Linked DNA regions of Sus scrofa: region 1 is linked to region 2. The links are chromatin contacts, called in public HiChIP or PLAC-seq maps. All regions are on one chromosome and are shown on one strand. Each heading gives the region's core, a stretch centred on a gene start, on an enhancer-like site or on the middle of the called end of the contact. The rest is flanking DNA. Distances are from core to core; before and after follow the strand shown.

What was found. HiChIP or PLAC-seq counts read pairs in DNA pulled down with a chosen protein or histone mark.
Region 1: a contact with region 2 is called in an H3K27ac HiChIP or PLAC-seq map of alveolar macrophages. The contact joins the enhancer-like site here to the promoter of ENTPD4 in region 2. A contact is called at or near these places in 1 of 5 promoter capture datasets (liver), 6 of 47 Hi-C or Micro-C datasets (blood, embryonic fibroblasts, heart right ventricle and 3 more) and 2 of 2 datasets of contacts at active chromatin or transcription factors (alveolar macrophages and skeletal muscle).

What each region holds. Positions count from the first base shown.
Region 1 is chr14:7,672,349-7,679,188 of Sscrofa11.1, forward strand. The region is part of intron 1 of SLC25A37 (mitoferrin-1); the gene reads left to right. Among named protein-coding and RNA genes, the nearest start is that of SLC25A37, 11 kb to the left of the region's middle. Within about 2 kb of position 3,048, at least 8 of the 83 cell types and tissues checked have an H3K27ac peak or open chromatin away from gene starts, as enhancers often do. A contact at or near this core is called in alveolar macrophages, liver and retroperitoneal adipose tissue, where this site is marked.
Region 2 is chr14:7,600,754-7,607,162 of Sscrofa11.1, forward strand. It overlaps ENTPD4 (ectonucleoside triphosphate diphosphohydrolase 4), which reads right to left and starts at 3,711. Exons shown (of 15, transcript XM_021072268.1): 1 at 3,504-3,711.

The DNA of each region.
Region 1 (6,840 bases), core at 1,798-4,297, 71 kb after region 2:
AAATATCCTCCTGTGACTGTCCTTCCAACTAGCCTTCCGCCCCTTGCCCACCCTCCTACCATAAGGTAAGAGGGTCCTTCCTTCCTCTAGGGGGAGTCAGCAGAGCAGGGAGGGGTGATGTGTAGGCACCACCCAGGGTTTGAATCCTGGCTCTACACCTGGCCTGCCTTACCTGACTTCTCTAAGCTTGGTTTCCTTGTCTACAGAGTGGGGATGATAATCCCAAGACCCACCTTATTGGGTTGCTGAAGAAATGAAGTGACGTGGCGTATGTAAAGCTCTTGCTGCAGACTCTGAAACCTGTGTTCTCCATAAAGGTCATGGTGCTAGTTATTTTGGTCATCTGTCTCATGAGTAACCCAGTTCTAGTATCTTTAGCCTCTTCCCCGCCATTGGTTCCTTCTTAAAAGCATTTATGTGTCCACACTTGTCCCATCTTAAATAACAAACAAACCCCAGGCTGCTCACCTTGACCCCACATGCCCCGAGAGTTTTTTCTTCCTTAACAGATGTTAGGAAGCGATGGTTGGTCTTTCTCTACCTGCTCCCCTTGTCCCACCACAGGCCTCTGGCTTTTGTGCCCCCACCCCACTGAAACCCCACGAGGCTGCTAGTGATCTCCTGGCTCATACATTCAGCCATGGGTTTCCTGGCCTCTCTGAGGACGGGTGACCTCCTGATCTTCCTCAGAATTCTGCCTCCACCCTCTTTTCCTCCCTCGGGGACACATCTCCATTTCTGCCTGGGTCCTGAGAACTTGCAGGTTGCGCATCTGTGTCTCCAGTCTAGTCTCCCTGGGAGCTGGGGAGCTGGCTGCCTTGAAGACATGTCTACTCACGTCCTGCCCTCCTCACCTCCTGGCCTGCCCTTTGGGCTTGGCTGCCTCCCTCAAGAAATTGCTCCTGCCTTACCCGCCCCCCCATATGCTTCCATGACCTGTTCATTTCTGCATCTGTGATACCTCTTGAATATGTTTTCTTTTCCCTTCCACTGCGCTGCCTTGGTTCAAGGGACTTAGCTGCTGCCTCAGTGGCTGGCCTCCCTGATACTTAGTCACAATTGACTAAACCCTTCCTTCCCCTCCTCCTCCCACACTTTCTGGTTGCCTGGCCCTGCTTTTTCTCTACAGCGTGTGTTACTTTATAACACATAATACCATTAGCTTATGCTATTGTTTATATCATTTTGTATTTTCATATTTGTAATATTATTTGCATTGGAGTTCCCGCTGTGGCACAGTGGGGTAGGTGGTGTCTCTGCAGTGCCAGGACGCAGGTTCAATCCCCAGCCCAGCACAGTGAGTTAAAGGATCTGGCATTACTGCAGCTGTGGTGTAGGTCACAGCTGCAGTTCAGATCTGATCCCCTGACCTGGGAACTCCATATGCCCCAGGTTGGCCCAAAAAGAAAAAAAGTGTGTGTGTGTGTGTGTGGTGTGTGTAATATATATTATTATACATATTACATAAAATAATATATAATATATAAAATAATATATAATATATAGTATATATAAGATAAAAAATATTTTTTTTTCTTTTTTGGCCAACCCGGGGTGTGTGTGTGTGTAAATATAAAATTTACATTGTTCATGGTCTGTTTCCCCTCATTTGAATGTCAGCTCCCAGTGGGCAAGAGTTTTTTTCTTTTTTGTTCTCTGGTGTGTTCCCATTGCCAGAAACCGTACCCAGCACACAGTAGATGTATTTGTTGAATGAATTCCCGCAAATCCTTCCTAGCTGGTCCTGCTCACTCCCACCTCAGCCCTCCAGCAGTTTTTTTTTCCTTTAATAGGGAACAGTAACAGTACTCACTCTGCCTACCTTTCAGAGCGAAATATTGCATCTTAGAAGAAAATGTAGCCAGGTTTGTAGTGAACACTTAAACTGCATAAAGCTCTCTTTAGGTGCCAGGTTGTGATATTTATTATCAAACTGGGATCGTGTTAAAGGGTAAAAGGTTAGCTGATTGGAATGGAAAATGCAGCCTGTTCTCCACGGTGAAGCAGAGCCTGTGAGAGGTTGGAGGGGGCTGAGGGGCAGCCCATGATCTCAGTTCACATCTGGTGGCGTCTCCCTGCCTGGCCCTCCCCTCGCTTGTCCCTGTTGTCTTCAGAATAAAACCTGGACCTCGAGCAGCGGGCTGCAGGCACCCAGACCCTCTTCCCCTCTGACTTACCCACCAGAGACATGTAAAGGTTTTTTATGACTCTTGGTTGAATGAATGAAGTTGTTTCAAAGTGATGTGTGTGTGTGGTGGTGGTGGGGGGGGCTGCTTTAAAACCTGCTGTTAAACAAGTGCTGGTTTTTATTTTGTTTTGTTTAACATTGTTTGGAATCCCTCACATGTCCTGGCTACAGACAGACTTTCTCAGCCCTTTCGTTTGTCCCTTCTTTGGGTGGTAGGACCCACAAGCCCCAGCTCCATCCCGCTGCGGCTATTAATTCATCTGGCCACCCACTTCATTCATTCCGCACTTACTGAGCGCCCTCCCTAGACCAGGCAACCAAAATAATCCTGGCCCCTCTTCCCAGAGCCTGCTCCCTATAATTAGACCCTGAACTTAGGTGACAGGACCTGCTCCCTTTGAAGAGAAGAATGGCTCTGCTTCTTGTTTACTTTTGAATGGGGTGTGTGGCCTCTGGAGGGCGCAGGCTGCCATGTTGAAGGGCTGGGGCGTGTTCCCAGGGCATCTTTGCCGGGTACTCTTGAATTGGCTCCTTCCCAGGCTGAAGACAGTGGCCCTCAGTTGCTCTGCCCCTGCTCCCCCCACCCCTTCCTATTCCTCACCCCTGTGCTTGTTAGTCATTCTGGAAGCTGAAATTGGCTCACAGAAGGTGTCTTTGAGAACCTCTCCCCCACCTACCGGTAATCCCAGACCGCCGGGAAGGACCGTTGTCTGGTCACCAAGAGGTGTTAGGGTTTCACATTTGTGCTTTTCTCTCCAAAGAGAAAACAAAACATGTTGAAATAGAGTGAAATCCCAGCAGAAGCTTGGTTGAAGCAAGAGTTGCATAACAGGTTTAGGAAACGTCTGGCCACTGTGGGTCAGGATGGGGGACTGCAGCTTTGTGTCACTCAGAGGGTGTCCTCTGGGGTCACCAGCCTCCAGATGCATCCCGCACCTCCTGCGAGAGACTCGGAAAGACCCTGAGGTCTGGTGGCAAAAGCCCCTGATGGATCTCTCATTGTAACGACAGCCTTTGTTCTCTGGCACTGCCGTAAAGGTAGAGGCTGCCATGACAGGGGCTAGGGAGGGGGTGTGTGTGTGTGTGTGTGTGTGTGTGTGTGTGTGTGCACGCACCAGGCTTCTGTTGGTGTTGATGCCCTAGAAAGGGTGCAGGCCTCACAAATTTAAGTCCCAGTCCTGCCGTTAACCCGTTTTGAAACCTTGGGTCAGTTATTTCTCTGGGTTGGTGTCTCCTTGTCTAATAGACTATTATTACTAGTTGCCAAGACTGACATCATTGGCTTCCTACTTGACTGGACTGTTGAGAAGCTCAAGTGGGAGGGATCACGTTTGTGGGCGGCTTTTGTAAACCTTGACATGCCCAGCTAATGACAGATCATATCAGAAGCAATATGCTCAATGATTAAGTAGAGCCGTTCAGGTTAACAGCACAGGCTCTGGGGTTAGACTGCCTGGGCTGGCACCTGGACAAGTTCCTGAAACCTCTCTGTGCCTTAGTCTTCTCATCTGTGAAATGGGGATAAAAGAGTATGCACCACACCATGTTGCTGTGAGAATTACTTATGATATACCTACACCTAGAGTGTTAAGAATTGTATCAGGCACCTGGTAAGCACTCACATAAAATTAGCTCCTATTATTATTTCTGAAAGTGTTATTACTTGAATACCTGGTTATGCTTGTATGTTGCTGTTGTAATTGTATATGATGATATTTTTGTTTTGTTTCAACCTATATTCTTCTGTCATTCGGTCCTATTAACTCTCCTTTAAAGATGGGAAAAGGCATGTGCAATTTCTCATTTCATAGCTGAGAAAGTTGAACTTCAGAACAGTAATCTGCCCTGGGACTCCGGCCTCTTTCTGCTGTATCAGAGCTGAAGGGGGAGAGTCGAGGAAAGGAATCAGGTGGGAGGAGGTGAGTGAGGTGCTGGGTGCAGACTCAGATGTTAGTGACAGTAGAGCCCTTGAGTGTTCTGAGAGGACATGATGGGGCCCTAGCTGCATTCTTGGGAGGGAGAAACTGGAGAGAAGGGAGCGCCAGCAGGAAATCAAGATGTGGCATGGGACTCGGGGCTCTAACGTATAGGTAGGAGTTCCTTGGCCAACTACTCCAGTAGGTAGGGTAAGGAGATGATGACAAATGGTTGTTGCCAGAGGATATTTTTGGTACTGTCTGGCTTCTCTCTCTGGAGCAAACTGCAGCTGCTATGGCACATTCTCATTTCAGCCGTGAGTCAAAGTTGGACTCACAATGCTAATCTGAATTTGGATTGGCCTGAGGAGTCCTTTCCAGAACACAGCCTAGAAATGGCCTCTTGGGAAGAGCACTACGTCATAGTTCCTTGGTCTTCCAGGGCTGCAGTTTTCTTTTCTTAAATAAGGGAGAACAACAATGCCTGTCTTGGCCTCCCTTTCAAGTCTACTTAATACGTCTGGTAAGAAAATACAGCCAGGTTTGCAGTGAACAAACCTTTATACCATTTAAAAAGTATAAAGCTCTACGCAGGTGCTAGGTTGTGGTATTTATTATCAAGCTGGGATCCTGTTAAAGGGGTAAGGTTAGCTCACTGGAATGGAAAATACAGGCTCTGGTTCCAGCCACTGCAGGATTTGCCGCAGCTGCGTGGCCTTGGGGACTTAACCTCTCTCCTTACACAGAGTCTCCCATCTGTTGGATAAAGACCAAGGTGGCCGTCTGCTGCCATCTCTTGAGCTGGCTAATGAGGAAGAGCCAATTACACTCCCGGCATGCTCAGAAATGCATTTAAAATTGATGATGCAGGACCAGCCGTGAGAGGGGCTGCGTATGGCCTCTGTGATTAAGGCCAGTGATTAAGGCCACCTTCAGGGCGTGAGGGCCCCATTCATCTCCGCAAGGTTATCACTTTATAGGTTTCACAGTATCACTTGGACTTTCCAGGTGAGTCTGCCTCTTTGAGTGGCAGGCAGTTGGGGCTGGGGACTAGGGAAGGTGGTTCATCCTCCTGCAGCCTGTCTCTTTATTGGCCGATGCTCTTTCCCAGCTTGGTCTCCCCTGTCTCTGCCTTGGTTGCTCACGGCCACTGACACAGAAAAGCAAGAGGGGGAAGGAAATAGGACACACATGCTTTTGTCTTGGGGTCCCCGATTCTCCTTTCCTCATGCTGCCGATATGGAGGGTCTTGCCGGCACCTTGCTTTGCCTTGGGCCTGGCAGTCACTGTGGAAGGTGGAGGGTGGGCGCTTGTAGCTGCAGGAAGCTCGCTGGCCAGGCTTGCTGGGAATACGCTGGGCACTGCCTCTGCCTTGCAGTGGGCTACTCCGCTCCCCTGGAATAGAGGCTGTCCCATGAGTGTCTCGACCCTGTCTCCAGCCTGGATTAAAGGAGCGAGCAGTTGGCTGATGAGCTGATCGGAGACGCCTGAGCTGAGAAATGGGAGGGAAGCCTTTCTACAGGAAAGAAGACAACAGCGCATGTACCTGAGTGAGAGGGTGGAAGGGCCAACCTGGGGTGTGTCATTGACCAGAGAACCAAGCCCGTTTCTTTCCTTAGCCTCTGTTTCCACACTTCTTTGCTAAATGTCAGCTTATGGGAGCCTGATTCATAGAACCCTGTCTACCGAGGAAAGGGTTAAAAGGCATTTGAAAAAGTGCAGCTTCATCTCCTGGATTTCATGGCATGACTGAGGAGTGGGAGCATATGGGTATGACCACGTGTGCCAGGCACGGGGCGGGGGTGCGGCTGGGGCTGGGAGGCTTGACACGTCCAAGGTCTCTCCCCACAGAAGAACCCTGTCCCCCAGGGACAAAACTATTGAGGAATCCTTCTTGGAAGGGGTGATGAGCCTGTCCTCATGGAAACGGAACCTCTTTGGGAGAGGTCAGGAAAGGGCCCCTTGAAGAAATAATACCCCAATATTATTATAATATCCAGGCTGAAGGAGATGGAGATGTTAGAACAGAGCTGTATGATTCTGTCCCCTAGAACGTCGCGGCCTGTCCCCAAGGTGCCCAGCCATTGTCAGACACCTCTACCCTCCCCTGATATGCTCATTTTGGGGTCCTTCTCTGAGCCTTCTGACCACAGAATCAGCTGAGAGAGTTTTTGCGGTTTGGGGTCACACTGGGGCCTCCAGGTGGGACCTGCCCCCCCCATTCTGAAATTTCTTCTTCTCTGCCCCCTCGTGTGCTGACACTTTCATTCCCTGTTTGTCCGCCAAGTGACTGCCTGGTGGCTTCTAGGGTAGCTGAGCCGCCTCCCTGGGTGGGGACTTTCCCTGCAGAGCTGAAGCCCAGAGGAGGGTGAAGACACGAAGGGAGGGAGGGAAGCTGTCATGTCGAAGGCATTTCTGCTCGTAATTGGCTCATAATTGATGGGCCGCTTGAGTGGCAAATGCCAGCTGGAACAGCAGCCAAGTAAGTAGCTAAAAATTAAATGCCGTCACGTGACTTGTCCAGGTTTGGGGTTTGCCAGAGTGACCTTTACCAGCCTAGGTCACAGTGTGTAGGGAGACATGACAAACAGTCTAGGTGACCACTGTGCTGTCCAAAGGACAGGGTTGATCTGGAGCCCGATACAGGGACCTGTGCTCGACACTCAGGTTCCTGTCTCATTCCTTGTCGCTTTTTAAAGGCCGCTAAGGAGTTCCCATCGTGGCTAGTGGTTAGTG
Region 2 (6,409 bases), core at 2,461-4,960:
CTTCAACGAAGAATGATGCTCCGTGACACTTAGAGGTGGGAAAAGTACATCGAAATGGCTTGATTTGTTTGTTAAGAAGAAGGCTTGGTAACAAGTGTTGGTGAGGATGTGGAGCAGGAGGAGCCTCGAGCTTTGCTGGTGGGAATGTAAAGTGGTGCAGCCACTGAGGAAAAAAGGATGGAGGTTCCTCAAAAAATTACAAAAGGAACTACCATGTGATTTAGCAATTCCATTTCTGGATATTTTTCCGAAGGAAACAAAAACACTAATTTGAAGAGATCCGTGCATCCCTATGTTCATAGCAGGATTTGCAACAGCTAAGACATGGAAGCAACCTAAGTGCCCATCAACAGATGGATCAAAGAATTCTGATTATACGTATACAATGGAATATTACTCAGCCACAAAAAGAATGGAATCTTGCCATTTGTGACAACATGGGTGGACCTGGAGGGCATTACACTAAGTGGAATAAGTCTGACAAGTACTGTATGATTTCACTAATATGTAGAATCTAACAAACAAACATAATAAGACAGAAAGAGACTCATCAATAAGCTGGTGGCTGACAGAGGGATAAGGAGGATGAATGAAATAATAGGTGGGGAAGATGAAAAGGTACAAAATTCCAGTTTCAAAATAAATGAGTTACAGGGATGAAATATATGCTGGAAAATATAGTCAGTAATGTTTTAATAAGTTTGTATGCTGACTACACTTACGGTGGTGATCTTTTCGAAATGTACAGGATTATCAAATCACTATGTTTTGCACCTGGAACTAACACAGTGTTGTAGGTCAATTATACTTCAATTTGAAAAAAAATAGAGAAAAAAAAAAAAAGAATGCATGTAGTTGCATTTATGAGCTACAATTTCTTCACTATTTTTTTTTTTTAATGGGCGCACCTGCAGCATATGGAAGCTCCTGGGCTAGGCAAGGGTGGAATCAGAGCTAAAGCTGCAGGCCTATGCCACAGTCACAGCAACACTGGCTCTGGGCCACATCTGGGACCTATGCCACAGCTTGTGACAGGGACAACAGCAGATCCTTAACTCACTGAGCCAGGGATAGAACCTGCATCCTCAGAGACCATGATGGATCCTTAACCCGCTAAGCCACAGTGGGAACTCCTTTACTACTTATTTTTAAAAATTTACTTTCATTTTTCAATAGCAAGTTCTAATTAAACCTTTTCCCTACCTCTCACTGTTCATTTGCAAACTTTGAGTCCCCATTTTGATCCCTTTCTGGTCACACTTTTCCTGCATTACCTCTGTAGTTTTCCAGACCTGCAACTCTGACTTTCCTCAAGTTTCAGTTCCACATCCTGAGCTTACCCTATTACCAAAAACTCAATTAGTCTCCGTTTAGGCTCACAAACATTTAACACAAACTAATACCACTTCCTAAATTCCCCAGGACTAAGAGGGGAACCACCACGGAATGGGGTCACCTGGTTCTTCTTTTTTTTTCTTTTTAGGGCCGCACCCACAGCACACGGAGGTTCCCAGGCTAGGGGTAGAATTGGAGCTGTAGCTGCCGGCCTATACCACAGCCATAGCTACAAGGGATCTGAGCCATGTCTTTGACCTACACCACAGTTCACGGCAATGCAGGATCCCCGACCTACTTACTGAGCAAAGCCAGGGATGGAACCCGAATCCTCATGGATCCTAGTTGGATTCATTTCTGCAGCGCCATAACAGGAACTCCTGGGGTCACCTGGTTCTTAATTATCTTAATGTCCTCATTATCTTTGAGTCCCAATTATCTGTGTGTTGATACTTCATGTCATTCATCAGGTCCTGTCAATTCTTCCTTAATTATTCTACACATCTAAAATGACCAGAGCAGGTACCATTACCTCAAGACAGGTTTTCTAGGTTGGTCACTCCCCTCTGCCTTCTACCGTGCACACCATTCTTTGGAAACATCTCTTTGTAAAACATTACCTACTCACAGCCCCACTCTAGCTTAACGACCACCACAACAAAATGCCCTGAAGTACTTCAAAATATGACCACCTCAAGAACCATCTAGAGCCTACAGATCAACATTAACTTCCCTGTGTGGCATCTGAGAGCTTCCATCCATCAAATGGTTCCATCTTATCTCACTAACCTGTTCTCCCCTCAGCCCCAGATAGCATCTCTCTGCTGTAGTTAGGCAGGTCTCTCCTCCGCCTGCAATCAAGCTATTCTCATTCTTGCCCTGGGCCTTTACTTAAGTCTCTTGCCACTCAGTCCCATGTTCTGCTCACAATATTATACTTCTTTCAAAGCCCAGGTCAATATTTTTCTTTGCCAAGATTTAGCTTGTTATACTTCCTGATGTTTTCCCACACTCTTAATCTGCCCTTTACTCATGTGTAGTCTATTTTAAATAAATATTCTGAATAAGTATGTGCAGAATATAAATACGTAGATCAACTTTCCTTTTGTTTTTTCTTTCCAGACTACATGTATACACAAGGGTTGAGAGCATGCATTCCTTTTAGGCCTGGAAGAACGTTAGCCATAGGTTCAATATGCGACGAATACAAGTGATAAATCAATGGGCAGGTAAATACAGAAATAAACAATTAAACTACTTAAACAAATTAATATTCCATTTTATAATTCTGCTGATGTGTCAAACAGCACGAAGAGACCTGATACAAAGACATAATAACATCAAATGGAAGATAATACAAAGAATTTAATTCTTTTAGGCCTCTCCAAGGCTGGAAAATTAGTTATTTTCATTACACAAAGCAGAATCTCTAAATTAGAATTAACAACCTAGTTTATTCTCTAGCATGGAAGTTTCTGAATTGTAAAGCATTCCTTTTCTTTCCTAATAGTGATAAATGTTCTCCAAAATGCTCTAAACCTGTGTTCATCTAACTAGGATCTGAGAACCCCTGTGGGTTCTGAGACAAATTCCAGAGAAAAAGCGAACTGTCCCTTTAAGAGGTGTCCACGTATTACTCAAGTTTGAGAAACACTGCTCTTACCATCACTTTATCGCTCAATTAGCTCTATTGTTTCAATGGAGCTAATTAGATTGAGATTTTAGAGAAATCTAAACCATGAAACGCAGTAAAAGCAGAGCAAAGCGAAAAATGATGCTGATTTGTAAATGTCACGACAAGGTGGCAGGCAGAAACCGCGAGGTCCTCGGGGCAGCATCCTCTCCCCAGCCAGGTCCCTCCCCAGTGCGGGCCAGATCCGCGCTCACTACGTGTCAGAGAGGGAAAATCCAGCTCGGTCACCGGAGAGGGTGCGACAGCACGACTGCCAGGTATCTCCCGCCAGAGGCCGGGGGACAGCACCTGCCGCCCCAGGTCACGGGCGCTGACGGCCGCCGCGCAGCAGGGGCGGTGGGGAGGACCCCCGGGGCAGAGCTGCTAGTCCGCGGCCTCGCCGCCCGGCCGGGCCCCGCTCCAACAGTCCCCGCGCCGGCCGGACGCTTCAGCAGCCCACCCTCCCCGTCCGCGTGCGCCGGAAAGGCAGCCTCACCTGCTTGGCAGCGTCCGACTTGTCGGTCTCGGCTCCCGGCAGCGGGTATCCACCGGCGGAGCGCATCACCGCCACCGCAGCGAGGCAGCGCCGGCAACGCGGACGCGGCTTCCCGGGGGCGGCTTCCCAGAAGCTCGGCTCCTTTCCGAGAGCCCCACCGCCGCTCGGCCCCCACTCGCGTCGCGTCACCGCTCGCGCCGGGAGCGCGCACGTCTAGGGGCGGGGCCTGCGCCGTGGGCGGGGCCTGCCGCCGCGGTGACTGGCAGCCGAGAGCCTGGCTGTTGGCAGAACCCAGAGCGCGCAGCTGGGCTCCGAGAGTGCCAAAAGTGAAAGTTGCATCACAGAAGTAGCGAATGCTGTGGCTGGGTTACCACGCGTCCTGGCCTGTGTGGTTGTTAGCGAGCCGCAAAGTGCTATAACATCGCAGTTCATCTTTCCTTTGTGCTTCTTAGGATTATGGAAAACAGCACTTGAAAACCTAGGAAACGGCATTTTTGCTCAACTCTTGTTTTTTTTTTTACAGCGTTGCCAGTAGCTATCCCTAATTTACAAGTGGGAAACGAAATCTCACACTCATTCACTGACATTCTCAAAGTCCACCATAATTAGTAAGAATCAAGATTTCGTCCTTGCCAAAAGTTGCATATATCAGAGCCTATTCTGAGTTAGACAGAGCACCCCCAACACACGAAAAGTTATGAGAAGAGATAGTAAAATGGACAGCACCAGTTCCTGAGATTGACCCCACGACCTGGTACTTAGCTCACAACCTCACTCTCTGGCTTAACAACCACAACAATAAAATGCCCTGTAATCACTGAGCTGGAAGAGACTTCGAGAACCATGGCTTTTTATCCTTTTCTTCTCCCCTCTCTCTTTTTAACGAGTACACTGCTGCCCAGAGATACATGGGCACCTTCATGCTGTGATTTTAGGACCAGGCCCCTTCATAATTGTATGCCTTTCAAAGTCCTTACCATTAGAGATACTGCTTTGTACTATGATAGTCTCTCTCTGAAGGAGAGCTCCCCTAAAATGCCAGACTAGTATTATCACACCATCAATATTTCCTTATAATTCGTAAGTAATGAATATCTGATCAGAGCTAAGAAAAGAAGTGTAGAGAAAATATGACAACATGTAGCATGGTGTACGTTTCCTAGAACAGCTATAACAAATGACCCTAAATTGGGTAGCTTAAAATGACAGAAAATTATTTTTTCACAGTTCTGGAGGCCAGAAGTCTGAAATCAAGGTGTTGGTGGGGCTGTGTTCTCTCTCAATTGTCTAGGGGAGGATGCTTCCTTGCTTCATCTCAGCTTCCGGTCATTGTGGGCAATCTTCAACATTTCTTGGTTTGTAGATGCATTACCCTAGTCTCTGGCGCTGTTGTTACAAAATGCTCTCCTGTATGTCTGTGTCCAAATGCCCCTCTTCTTAAAAAGACAGCAGGCGTATTGGATTTAGTGCCACCCCTCCCCCACCAAACCAGTAGGATTTTTCTTAACATGATTACCTTTACAAAGATGGTAGTTCCAAACAATGTCACATTCACAGGTTCCAGTGGACATGAGTTTTGGGGGCAGGGGGGATGCTATTCAACCCAGGGTGAGAGAGTCTGTACCTGAGAGTACAGCCCAGTCTTGTTTACCACAGAAGGCTTTTTTTGAGGAAGTGATGTTTTAGGTCACACCCATAAGATGAGTAGGAATTATCTAGAAGAAAAAGGAAGTCTGAGTCTATATGAAGAAGTGCTGCAAGCAGTGGAAATAGCAAAGGGGCTCTGATGGGAGCAGAAACACACCTGTCAGAGTGAGCTACTGATTTATCCTCCCTTATTAACAGGAGAAATAAAAAACTAAGCTAATAGGAGGCAATACTTTACTGAATCCTTCATGTCAGGCACAGCTCTAAGAGCTTTCAGGGAGTTCCCATTGTGGCGCAGTGGTTAACAAATCCGACTAGGAACCATGAGGTTGTGGGTTCAATCCCTGGCCTTGCTCTGTGGGTTAAGGATCCGGCATTGCCGTGAGCTGTGGTGTAGGTTGCAGACGCGGCTCGGATCCCGCGTTGCTGTGGCTCTGGCGTAGGCCGGTGGCTACAGCTCCGATTCGACCCCTAGCCTGGGAATCTCCATATGCCATGGGAACGGCCCTAGAAAAGGCAAAAAAAAAAAAAAAAAAAAAAAGCTTTTGGGAACATTTCAAATACAATGGCAAAGAAAATACAATATATCATATTTAGTACATTAAGTACATCAAATTCAATACATCAAAATTCATGGAATGTAGCTACCCTAGTACTTAGAAATCTACAGCTTTAAAAGTTTATTTTAGTAAAGAAAATGACTTACGTTTCCACCTTAAGAAGTTAGGATAAGTAAAAAAAATTAATTAAAAATTCTGCACCTAAAAGGAGCAGAAAGAAGGAAGAAGTTTTTAAAAATTGGTTGGACAAAATAAACCACCAAGTTGGTTCTTTGGAAACATTAATAAAATTGATTAACTCCTAGTGAGACTGATCAGCAAAAAAAAGAAGAAACAGTGGCTGCGATCCCATGTTGCTGTGGATGTGGTGTATGCCCGCTATTCAACCCCTAGCCTGGGAACTTCCCTGGTGAGGCCCTAAAAAAAAAAAAAAAAAGAAAGAGTTGTCTAGGTCCATTTTGGCAACACTAAATCACTAAACTAATACCAGCCACTGGGTGTACCTCCGATTTCTTATTATGAGAGGAGAATAAAATTTTTGTTTGCTTAAATTACTTCTGGCTGAATATTCCATTACTTGCCATTAGGTCTTCAAAAATATTTGTTGGCTGGTTGATTGAAAACCAGAAGGGATTTCAAGGAATCCTATTTCCCAGCTGTCTTTCTTTAATCAGTTTAGGTTTCATTTTCATTTTATAG